Linked DNA regions of Gossypium hirsutum: region 1 is linked to region 2. The links are chromatin contacts, called in public Hi-C maps. All regions are on one chromosome and are shown on one strand. The core of a region is the stretch at or near the end of the contact, and the rest is flanking DNA. Distances in the headings are between cores, read along the strand shown.

Region 1 (5,956 bases), core at 2,156-4,655, 70 kb before region 2:
ATACCCATTCACAAATAAAAGAACATACATTAAATTCAAGTCAACTGTTGGTCAATATCAATGATGGGAGAAAAAACCTCTTTAGATTTTAGTTCACAAATATGTGACGTTCAAAATTATTTCATGAAAAAAAAACTAAATAGTATAAAAAGAAAGGGAATGAGAGCTTTCAATTAGTGAATGCAGTTCGAACGTAGAAGGTCATACTATAACGATTTTAACATCCCAGTGGCTTAAATGAAAACTTCTGAATAGTTCTATAATTATTTTGTAACTTTTTGAAATTGACTGATTAAAACGTAAACTTATTAATTATTTTTATAACATTGGATGTAATTTATCCTAAAAAATTTTATATACAATAACTATATTTATCTGTAACATCATTTCATTATAACATTCAAATTTATTGTAGAATTGATTTCTCATATTTTATTTTTTCTTCTTACAATAGCTTTTCATCCATCACTTCAACCACCATAAAATTGAAATTAAATTAGTTTTTTTATGACAACTTCAGGTCTTAAATTTTCAAAAAATAAAAATAATAAATAATAAATTTTAATTAAGATTATATGTCAATAAAATATTAAATTTCATATTAAAATATAATAATAATATTTTATAAAATAAAATTACATTTCATATTTATTAAGATGCAGCAATTAATATATATTATAAAATTTCGTCTAATAATATAATCAAAATTTCAAAGGTTAATATAAAAATTGATATGAGAGCCAACTTATTATATCATCTAAAAAATGGATAGATGATATGGAAGATGGACTGTAGTTTGTAGATTTAAAAGTTCATCAGCAATTGAACATTGCTGTGGTATCTTGAAACCAAGTTTCAAAATCAAGGCACAACTAACACTATAATAGTTTAGCCAAAAAGTTCCGTGCGCCACAAAACCCACGGCACCTCACTGTGATAGGGCCACGAGTTCCCCCACAACGAGTCCAGAAAAGGGCGGTGATGTTAGCATTTAGCAATTAGGAATAGCCGCCCAAGCCCCCACTCACCTTTTTTTGCCTTCGCCTTGTCTCCTTTCCTTATTATTATTGACGGTTGCATTGCATTGACGTGCCCAAGACACTTGGCTCGCAATCATCCAACACCCAAATAAAAGGGTCGACCCCACTCAACAACTACCCCAGAGACAATGACCCCAAAACAAAACCTACAGCGGCGGCAATGCTTTTTGACCCCTCTCCTCTCCTCTGCCTTTTCACACTTCCACACGTCACACTTTTTCTGCGGCTTGTATGCGCCGTACTCAACACCTCCCTTCACGAGCCGCTCATCGTCCTTTCTCCCCCCTACATTTAACTTTTGCATTCCACGCGCCACAACAGTGAACGGTGTAATTGTTTAATCATTTCGATTTGAGCGCGTGTAATTACAGTACATCATTAAAGAAGAGCGCAGAATCCACTCCACAGATTTCGCCGACGAAAAGCGGGACCCATTAGGGAAAGGGGGAAGCGGTTTTGAAATAGAAAGCGTCCCGTGTCTAACTGACGTGATGCTTTTCGGTTTGCCGCGTGGGTCCCTTTCTTCCTTTACCCCTACTGCCGCCACATACAAATTTTAATAAATACTAAATGATAATTAATTGGTGGCAAAAATATAAAACAGACACGTGCCTGCCGGCTATCACCATAATCACGACCCATCTGTCAAGCATAAACACGGTATTATTATATACATCACTCTTGAAAATCAGCCGTCGGTAACGCATGCTACCTTTCGTACTTAAATTTTTTATTTCGTCACTATTGGTATGGATTGTTGCGGAAAAGGAAGTACATGAGAATAGAAAAATAAACTACAACTGTTTCAGTTCTTACAATTAGTTTCCCAGTCATTTTCTCATTATTTTAATCCATTCAGAGAAAAGGTATCCAATTTCAAAACTAACAGGATTAAGTTCCTAAAGTAGGATTGAAAACAGGAACAACAGCCTAATTAAGAAAGATTCTCATTAAAAGTAAAAAAGAGTGGTTAATTTTTGAACGAGAGGTTATAAACAAAATCATCTCAGATAATGGATCATAGTTTTCCTCAGTTTGCAAACACGGATTACTGTCGTAAAACTATTTACATCGGATTTAAAAGATAAAACCGTGTCTAAAATGATACAAAACACGGATTACTATCACCTCTTGTTTATCATAGCTTCCTACCTCTCAGATGCCTAAAATTAAGATCATGAAAAGGCGTTTTCCGTTTAAAAAAAAATGCAAAACATCAAGCATCGACTGGAGGAGGAAGGTTAAGATCGAGGGCAAGGCCAGGTCTCCTTGCCTTGCAATGAATGGCCGATGAAGAGTCCGGTTCACTTCGGACTACACTTGCAAATCCCATACCCAACTGTACTCCCACCGGATCGAACCGAACCGGATAAACCTGACCAACAACGCCAGCTCCCCCCAACGCTTCGAAAAATAGAACCGGCCGCGACCGGGTCACCCCGCTAATCCCACCATTAGCGACTCCACCACCCAGAGCCAGCTGCTGGTGGCACGCGAAAGGGAATCTCCCTACTGCCCCGGACAAGGTGTTGACTCCACGCTCCACCGTTGGGCTTCCAGATTCCTCCACCGTGCTGCTTTGGCTAGGGCTCTGCTGGTTCTGGCCCTTGTAACAGTTGGTTTCATCCGGTAAAGGGAAGTTGGTCTTAGCCTTAGGTCCACGAAACTCACGCGCCGCCGCGTCGTAGGCTCTGGCAGCTTCCTCAGCCGTATCGAAAGTACCAAGCCAAACACGGCTTTTCTTGCCGGGATCTCTGATTTCGGCAGCGTACCTACCCCATGGCCTCTTCCTTACTCCCCTGAAATGCACCTCTTGGCTGCTCGTACTTCCAGTACCGTTAGCTTTCTTCAAGGTTTTGCTCGCATTTTTGTCTTGGGGAGCCATAAAAACTTGCTTTCCCTTTTTTTTTTTTTTTCTCTGAGTTGTAAATATTTTTGTTTGAGTCAAATGCGTATGGATTAGTTTTAATATATAGAGTTAGGAAGCTGTGCAGTCAATTAGTTGTTTGACTGAGGCGCCGCCCAAGTTAGGAGACAATGTGATACGTTGTACGAGTGTACGTGTCACGCGGAAATTTCGAGACAAGCGGCGAGGTTGTTGATGTTGTGCCGGCTTTTGCATTCACCGCTTTGCATTCCCCTTCACGCTTCTACTTTTTTGAGTGGATTCCACTCTCCACTAATTTAAATTTAATAAATTATAGATCATTATGCTAATTTTAAGGGTTTGGAAATTGAAGTACAATATTAAGACAAGATCCTAAATAAGTGTAGAGCGTGTAGAGCACGATGGTTTTGCAGAAGTGGGGGGAAAAGGAGATTTGTTCGGTGCTTTTAAGTGATGACTGATGACCAATTCTTGCAACTGACAGTATCAGCTAATATTCGGAATCACTTTATAACACCGACAGTTAAGAGAGAGAAAGGAGTAAAAGGAAAGGCAGGGACAAAGCGACGCGTGTTCATAGCGCTTCCCTTTATGAGCTTCTGTCATCCGCCTCCCCTACCCCTATTTCTGAATTTTGAAATTTTCCGTCTTAGGATTTTTTGTCGCGCCTCATCCAAAACCCTGTGGGTTGAAATTTAATAATGGTTTCCTTGGTTGGACCATACAACACAAAAAAACTTCCATGGTAATACATTTATGATTATTACCTAAAACTTTTGTATTTACAAATAACACGGACTTTAAACTATTAATTAAGAAATATTTGGTATCAGATCATTTATTTTATATGCGTAAATTAAAGTCGGATAAATCTTTATTCAGAATAGAATATTTTAATATGAGATTTGATTATTTGAATCGAATCAAATTTATTGAACGGTTAGCATTTTAATTTTGATATATTAAAATAAATTAAAAATTAATTAATTTTTTTATAAAATTTTTAATAAATAGTTTATTGAAAATGTAGAAATCATTGTCTCAAATTATTATATTTTTGTATAATTTATTATCATGGTTTAATTTTAATTCTAAATTGATTCATTTATGTATTGGATCAAAAATATGACGCAAAAGTAGAGATTAACACAATACAAATGCATTAAGTATTAGATAATAGTATGTGCCATAATTAACATAAATAGGGTTAACTAATCAAGACGTACTCGAACTATAACTTAAATTTTAAATTAGCCTACAAATTTCAAAATATTTTGATTGAGTTCTTAAAGTATTAATATTGTATCAGTTGAGCACTTTCTTCAATCTAGCCATTAGCGTAGGTATAAATGCCAGCTTAAATATATCACAGATCATTTTTATACATTGAATGATACTGACTTCTTTTTACATGTTCGATTCAAGTTATTTATACATTAGGTAGGCGTATTAACAATTGGATCAAATTGTTTTAAGTACGATTCACATCAACTACAAACTTGCATTTAACGCCCAAATCAATGACTAGCCTAACTAAAGGACATGATTAATATAATACTAATAAAACTCAATCAAATACTAATCATAATATGTTTAGTATAACTAACCATATGAATATCATGATCAAAAGTTGAATTAGGTTTCAGTTTTTCTACATTAAGAAATTGTTTTATATGTCACTGTATTCGTGTTGCTTTCATGTTATTTTCATCGTATTTAATTATTTATAAAAATTAAATTTATGCTAATTCACTTAATTGTTTAGATTTAGTTATGGATATTAAGTTTGACTACCAGCCAATACAAATATCAATCCCTTTATGCATATTTTTCCTTTTTTTTATTAAAAAAGATTTTTTTTTTCATGTGAGTCGACTTATAAATCAACATATTGATTACATAATGAAAAGCCTTTTTGTTAGATTTATTTTGCACCAACCTAACAATTATCAAAAGCTCTAGCACCTTCCATAACAAACTTATCATTCGAGCCTCATACTTCATATGTAGTTTTCTTTAGCTAATCTCACATGATACTTTGATCACAAAGTTGACTCTTATTCATCAAGTTTGCATTGAGTCTTTCCATTGGATGAACATTTTTATATGAGTATCAAAAGTCATTTTTGGGTTCATGGACGTGACAGGCTTAATTTGTTACAAGGCCTCGTAACTCAATTCAAAGCTCAAGTCAATATGTTGGTACAAGAATGGGGTACAAGAATGGGTGTCAAAAGGCTTTCAAGAAGGGATTGGAAGGGCCAAATGTTGCTACTTCATCTTCTTTGAGTCATAAACTAGAGATTTGATGTTTCAAATGCAATGGTAAAAAGGTATTTCCATTATGAATGTCCAAGTAAATGGATAATGCTTATTCATGATAATAGTGAAAATTACATCTAACTCTGATCTAGAAGATCTTGATATGCTAGATTTGATTGAGGATAACCCTATTAGGGGTTCTGTTAAGGAAGAAGTGTTAGAGCCACCTACTATTGGTGAGGATTTTTTGCATCCTTGGTGTCTTGTTGTCCATCGTACTTCGAACATGCAATTTAAAGATGATGATGAGCAATGCTCCAATATCTTCCATTCACGTTGCTTGATAAAGGGAAGCTTTATTCATTAATAATCGACAGTGGCAGTTCCACCAATGTTGTAAGTAGCTATTTGTTAGATAGGATGGATTCAAGTTGTAATATGAAAATAAGAGAAAACAAAAAATTAAACACAAGATGAAGATAGAGGTTAATTAAAATAAAAGAGATTGGGAGAAGAGAGAAGTGAACAAAAAAGAGGTGAAAGATTGTTCTTCCTTGAAACAATATGTTTCAAAAAAGACAATTAGGTAGAAGAATGGCAAACGACCCTTCAAGTATGATCCTTAACAAATTGAGAGTTAAAAGAATTTCCACAAAATATTTTGAAAGAAACAAAATTAAAATTTCTTCTGAAAAGAATATTCTCAAAAAGAAAAAAAAACCTCCAAAGTTTTTTCATAAACAACAAAAATTCCAAGATGAATACA
Region 2 (6,212 bases), core at 1,873-4,372:
ATGGCACTTGAGGTGTTGGATGACCATCACAAAATCGACCTACGTCAATTGCATACGGATTGGCCTAGATTCTGGTCATGCTACATCCAAATGTGGGAAGATCGTTATGATTATATACCAACTCGGGAACCAATCATCGTTCCAGAGTTAGCGTGCGTGCCGGAATACATGCCATGGTTTATGATCCATAGCAAGCCGTATTCCACACCGCTACCAAACATGGGTTGTTCTGTATTTTGTAACCCACTAACCGAGTGACGAGCAGGGGTCGCGTATACCTCTCGAACACCAGTCGCAAGTGCATCATTTGGCGATGTAAATTGTACATATAACTCAATATAGGGTGCTCCACTAGCAAGATGAGTCTGCACCATTGCCTCCAAGCTACGAGCACCTTTTATGTCGAACGAGTCATATGTCACCAGATCAACAGAAGAACAAAATCGATACGTAATAGACAGAACTTTCATTGGCGTCGCTCCGAATATTTTAAGCCTAATTCTTTTACAAAGTTCTGTCAAATCTATGTTCTGGTTAAAAACCAGTCGCACTGTATTCTCCGATAAAAAAAATAACACCGTTCTCGGTGTGGCAAACCTCACCATCATAGTAAATAACAGCACTAATACGTTCACTCATATTCAATTTCTATCCTTCTTAGCCTCTCTAATTTTTTTTTGTAAGTTATGCAATTTGAGAAAAAATTTTGCATCATTTATAGCCTCAGCCAAACATGCTCTACTCTAGCAAAAGCGCGTCCACGTGGGATCTTCTTTCAGTACTTCTGCTGACAAAGCATCCTGCTTAAGGCGTTTTAGACACTATTTTCTCAGAAACGTCTACTCGAAATTATTTTTTCGGGAGCTACTGTAGAAAAAACGCGTCCACGTGGGATCTTCTTTTAGTACTTCTGCTGACAAAACATCCTGCTTAAAGCATTTTTTACACTATTTGCTCAAAAACATCTACTCGAAATTATTTTTTCAGGAGCTACTGTAGCAAAAGCGCGTCCACGTGGGAGCTTCTTTCAGTACTTCTGCTGACAAAGCATCCTGCTTAAAGCGTTTTTTACACTATTTGCTCAGAAACGTCAACTCGAAATTATTTTTTCAGGAGCTACTGTAGCAAAAGCGCGTCTATGTGGGAGCTTCTTTCAGTACTTCTGCTGACAAAGCATCCTGCTTAAAGCTTTTTTGACACTATTTGCTCAGAAATGCCTACTCGAAATTATTTTTTCAAGAGCTACTGTAGCAAAAGCGCGTCCACGTGGGAGCTTCTTTAAATTAACAAATAATTTAATTAAGTAACCCTAAACCCTAAACCTTAATTTATTTGAGTTTTTGCTTAAAACCCCTAAACACTAACTCCTAATCAAATTTTATAAAAAATTATAATTAATTTACTCAAGTAACATTTAACCCTAATTTATTTGATTTTTCCTTAAAAACCCTTAACTCTAAACCCTTATCTAATTTTTAAATAATTTTTAATTAAATTACTCAAGTAACTCTAAACCCTAATTTAATTAATTTTTTTATTAAAAAATAATAAATACGAAACCTAATTCAATTTTAAAAATTTTATAATTAATTTAATTGACAAACCCTAAACCCTAATCCTTTACTTATTTAATTTTTTCTCTAAAATCCTAAATTTTAAAAACATCAAAACCCTAACCTTAACCCTAACTTAATAATCCAAAACCCGAATTGCAAGATACACGGGCAAAACGCGTCCTTGGGGAAACGTTTTGCCTACTTGGACTTAAAGCGTGCCCTTGAGGGAGTGATTTCTATCCACATAGGCAAAACGCTTCCTCAAGGACGCGTTTTTCTGCCACATCCCCTGACATCGCGCTGACGTGGACGCGCTTTTCGGGAAATAGGGTCATTTCGGTAAATAATTATATACCGGGCCCATTTTAATAAATTAAAAAAACTTTTATATGTAATTGCTCATTATAAACATTATTAAAATTATTTATTAAATTCAAATTTATTATAAATGTGTATTATTTTGCCATAACTTTTTTTTTTAATTTTGTTGCTTTCTGACAGAATTGATGCTTGTTTGAATATTCAAAGATGCTTTAAAGTCGAAAGCTGTCAGCAACCATTAAAAAAATCCGGGAAAGAAACGTGGAAAATATTTTAAAGCTCATGTGGAAAATATACTTAAATCAATAAAATTAACTCCAAGATAAAAGAAACCATCAATCATAAATATAGATTTTTAAATAAATTTTTCTTCACCCAATGATATCAACAATAATTATTTTTATATTTGACCAGAATACCTTTCATGAATCAATATGTCACATGGTGACGGGTGAGGGACGATGCCACACCACTATGTCTATCACTTGCTCCGTACGTGAACTATCGTATCTTCTCTTGATTAGTAGGTAGAATATAAACTAAAAATACTGAAAATAAAAAAAAAGTTCTAATTTTTAAAGTAAAAATGAAAAACATTAAAGGAACATAAAAAAAAAACTTGTAGGCTGTTTGACCATCTAAAATCTTATCGGAAGATAAGAAATATCAAAACGCAAAAAGGACCAAATGTGAATTCCTGTTTCTTTTGGGTAAAAATAAAATGGTTGGTGCATGAGTTTGTTGAAGCCTGACAGCTTGCATTAATCTATTTAACTCCAGACTCAATTGCATTTGCATTTGCATAGCAACAAGAAGAAGAGAGAAGATGGAGATTGAAGCAAAGAGATGGGGTTTCCGTGGAAAGCAAGAGCTGAACGCAGCATCAGCCTCCACTGTGCGAGGATATCTCAACAAAATAATAGCCCGCATCAACAAAGATAATAGCTCTTCAGTCATTCGTCTTGGTCATGGTGACCCCTCTCATTTTCCAAGCTTCAAGACTACCCCTGCAGCTGAAGATGCCATTGTTGATGCTCTACGTTCGGCTAAGCATAATTGTTATGCGCCTTCTGCTGGTGTTCTTCCGGCAAGAAGGTTAGTTAGATTGAAAACTTTAAAAAGGTGTTATTGAAGTTTGTTTATGAGTGAATGGTCATCGACTTTGTTCGGTTTGAATTCCAACAGGGCAATTGCAGATTACCTCAACCGTGACCTTCCTTGCAAGTTATCACCGGATGATGTTTATCTCACAAGTGGGTGTAATCAAGCAATAGAAGTAGCAAGAAATGTTCTTTCCCGTCCTGGTGCCAATATTTTGCTTCCTAGACCGGGCTTCCCATACTATGAATCTTGTTCTGCTTATAATCATCTGGAAGTACGTCATTATGATCTTCTTCCTGAAAAAGGTTGGGAGGTTGATCTTGATGCTGTAGAGACTATTGCGGATGAGACTACGGTCGCTTTGGTTATTATAAACCCAGGCAACCCTTGTGGAAATGTCTTCAGCTATGAACAGTTGCACAAGGTTAAAAAAGCTTTTAGAGTAATTTGCTGACTCTTCCCAAAACAAGATGTTGATTAGTATTTTCTTATTGAATCTTAGGTTGCAGAGACAGCAAGAAAGCTTGGGATTTTGGTTATTTCTGATGAAGCTTACGACAATCTGGCATTGGAAGCACTCGTTATGTGCCAATGCGAGTATTGGGGTCAACCGTGCCTGTTCTCACCCTGGGGTCTATATCAAAGAGATGGATCGTTCCAGGATGGCGCCTGGGGTGGATTGTCACAAGCGATCCCAATAGCATTCTTAAAAAATCTGGGGTTGTCCCTTATTTCTTTTATATTTCTTTGGTTTAAGATATGTGGTGCTATATTTAAAAGTTGAGATCATGTTAAGTTAATGATCTAATTTGGCTCTTATCAGGTAATTGATTCGATCGCAGAATTCCTCAATGTCTCTTCTGATCCGGCTACCTTTATCCAGGTTTGGTAATCAAAGATACTTTTGTTAAGACACACATTTACACTGGCAAATTAGAATTCCCGTCATTTTTTATGAAACAGGCAGCGATTCCTCAAATCCTGGAGAATACAAAGGAGGATTTTTTCTCAAAGATTATCAGCACCCTGAGGAAATGTGCTGATATATGCTACAATAGAATTGAAGAGATACCTTCCTTAACTTGTCCAAAGAAACCGGAAGGATCAATGTCTGTAATGGTAAGGGAGTTGTTTGATGTTCATGATGTATGCTGAAGAAATTAGAATAGTATTTTTATTAGTAAGCTTTAAACGCAGGTGAAGTTGAACCTATCAATGTTGGAAGACATTAATGATGATATGGATTTCTGCCTCAAGTTAGCTGAAGAAGAATCAGTCGTTGTTCTACCAGGTAATGTAATGTAGTTTTCATAGGAACTGATAGTGTTGAGGGAGAATCCGTTTTGTCTTTTCAGCAATCAATTTGGACCTCAAACAATGGAAGTATGATTAGCCAAGTGGTAGTGTTTTTACTAATTAAGACCTTTTAAGGGTATGGGTTCAAACCCTACCAAGATCAAAATGATAAAAACATTTTTTTGGTGGACCTAGACACTCTCCTTAGAGTTGGAAGATAAAATCTCGGAACTAAAATCAAGTATAGATATCCTAAGTAAAATACATCTACTGTTTGAGATTCGGATCAGTTGCTCAAAAAAGGGCACACCAAAGACTTCAACGGATTCACCCTCAACAGATAGTGTTTTACTGAAAAACAAAGAATGAATGGATGCAGGGATGGCAATGGGATTGAAGAACTGGCTTCGCATTACTTTTGCTATTGAACCTTCTCTTCTCCAAGAAGGGTTGGGAAGGATAAAAGGCTTTTGCCAAAGGCATGCCAAGAAGCAATAAAATAACGGGAGTAGATTGGTGTTTGTGTTGGATTTCATAACCCAAATAAATTTGCTGGTTACCGATAAATTATTGGCTGGCCTTAAATGATCCCGTTTGTATCTGTTATTTTGCCCATCAACTGCTTTGTGGTTTATAAAGTTTAAGATTTTATTTTTAATATTATTATCAAAAGATAAAATTACTTAACAAGTTATTGTGTATGTTATTTTAATATTCTACTAGATTTTTTATTAGGCAATGCATGGTTTGGGTGATTTTCACTGTTTTAGTATCAAGATCCACTATTTTGATTGAAGATGTTGAGAATTTCTCATTTTTTGAGTCGAAATCTTTTGAGCTGAGCATTTCAACCATAAATTTTATGTATTCTTTTTGGTTTTGGCTTGAGCCAACAACGTGTTGACAGTCGATTTCGCTTAAAGAAATTTGGCAGTAGTTTAGTTCGGGCATCATCCAAATACTTGGACTCATATTTTTTGTCATTGAATTTGTTCCACCTTTTTTTTGAAATTTCGAATTAGCAATGTGATTCTCATGTATTGTTCATGTTTGTAAGTAAAATTCCAAGATATAATCCAAGAAATACTCAATTTTGAAAAGAAATGGATTGTTTTGTATATGTATTTTTTGTATGGTTTTGGCTAAAATTTGTCAAAAAAATTTAGGCCATATATTTTGAATTTTTTCTAGTAAGATATCAAAAGAAGATGAAATGTACCAATTCCACTATATTTAAAATCAATTTGGGAATTGTAAAGAATAAATAAAGGCACATGGTTTCCTTTTATATGATAAAAAAAAATCAATTTAGAAATTTGTATTGGATGTCATACTTGAAATATATGAGCTAAGAGTGTCTCATATGTTGGTTGTTGATAAGACAGACATTATACTAGACTATTTGATAGCCCCAATATGTAAAATATGAGTGATGGTCTATTTTGGTGGTGAATTTTGTTAGATTTTTTTTTTGAGAGTTTGGGTTTTCACCCAAATCTTTTGGTCTAAGAATTTTAATTATTTGGATTGTTGAATGGTTAATAAAGTTAGGGTCTTTTGGATCTATGTAGTGTTTGAACAAATATTGATTCAGTTTGAACCAATACATTTTCATAATATTGTTGGGTTTTTTTTGTAAGTTTGATGGCTTAAAATGTCATCCTTTAAGAAGTACTTTGATACCAATATGTGAAGGTTTTTCAAAAAATTCTTCCTCCATAATGACTTTTTTTTCAAAAATATTTATTTGTAAAATATTGTAAGGATTTTTGTCTAATAGTATGTGGAGATGCTAAAAATACTACTTCTTTTGGAAAAACCTCTTGAAGAGATTTTCTTTTGAAATATTTTTGAGAGATTATGGTTTATATAAAACAATCTCTCTATTTCTTTTTTTGAAATTTTGGTTGCTTCAACAAACAATGTGTTTGAGAGGAG

The links. A called contact is a pair of places that touch in the nucleus more often than the background predicts.
Region 1: a Hi-C map of leaf shows a contact between it and region 2, with 1.8 times the contacts expected there. The contact joins the promoter of LOC107909277 here to the enhancer-like site in region 2. A contact is called at or near these places in 12 of 34 Hi-C or Micro-C datasets (anther, callus, hypocotyl and 2 more).

What each region holds. Positions count from the first base shown.
Region 1 is chrD02:65,245,674-65,251,629 of Gossypium_hirsutum_v2.1, reverse strand. LOC107909277 (ethylene-responsive transcription factor 9) reads right to left here and starts at 3,405. Exons shown (of 1, transcript XM_016836748.2): 1 at 1,991-3,405. The coding sequence starts at 2,925. The coding sequence ends at 2,257.
Region 2 is chrD02:65,175,376-65,181,587 of Gossypium_hirsutum_v2.1, reverse strand. It overlaps the pseudogene LOC107909274. Among protein-coding and RNA genes, the nearest start is that of LOC107909272, 30 kb to the right of the region's middle. Within about 2 kb of position 3,122, at least 3 of the 9 cell types and tissues checked have an H3K27ac peak or open chromatin away from gene starts, as enhancers often do.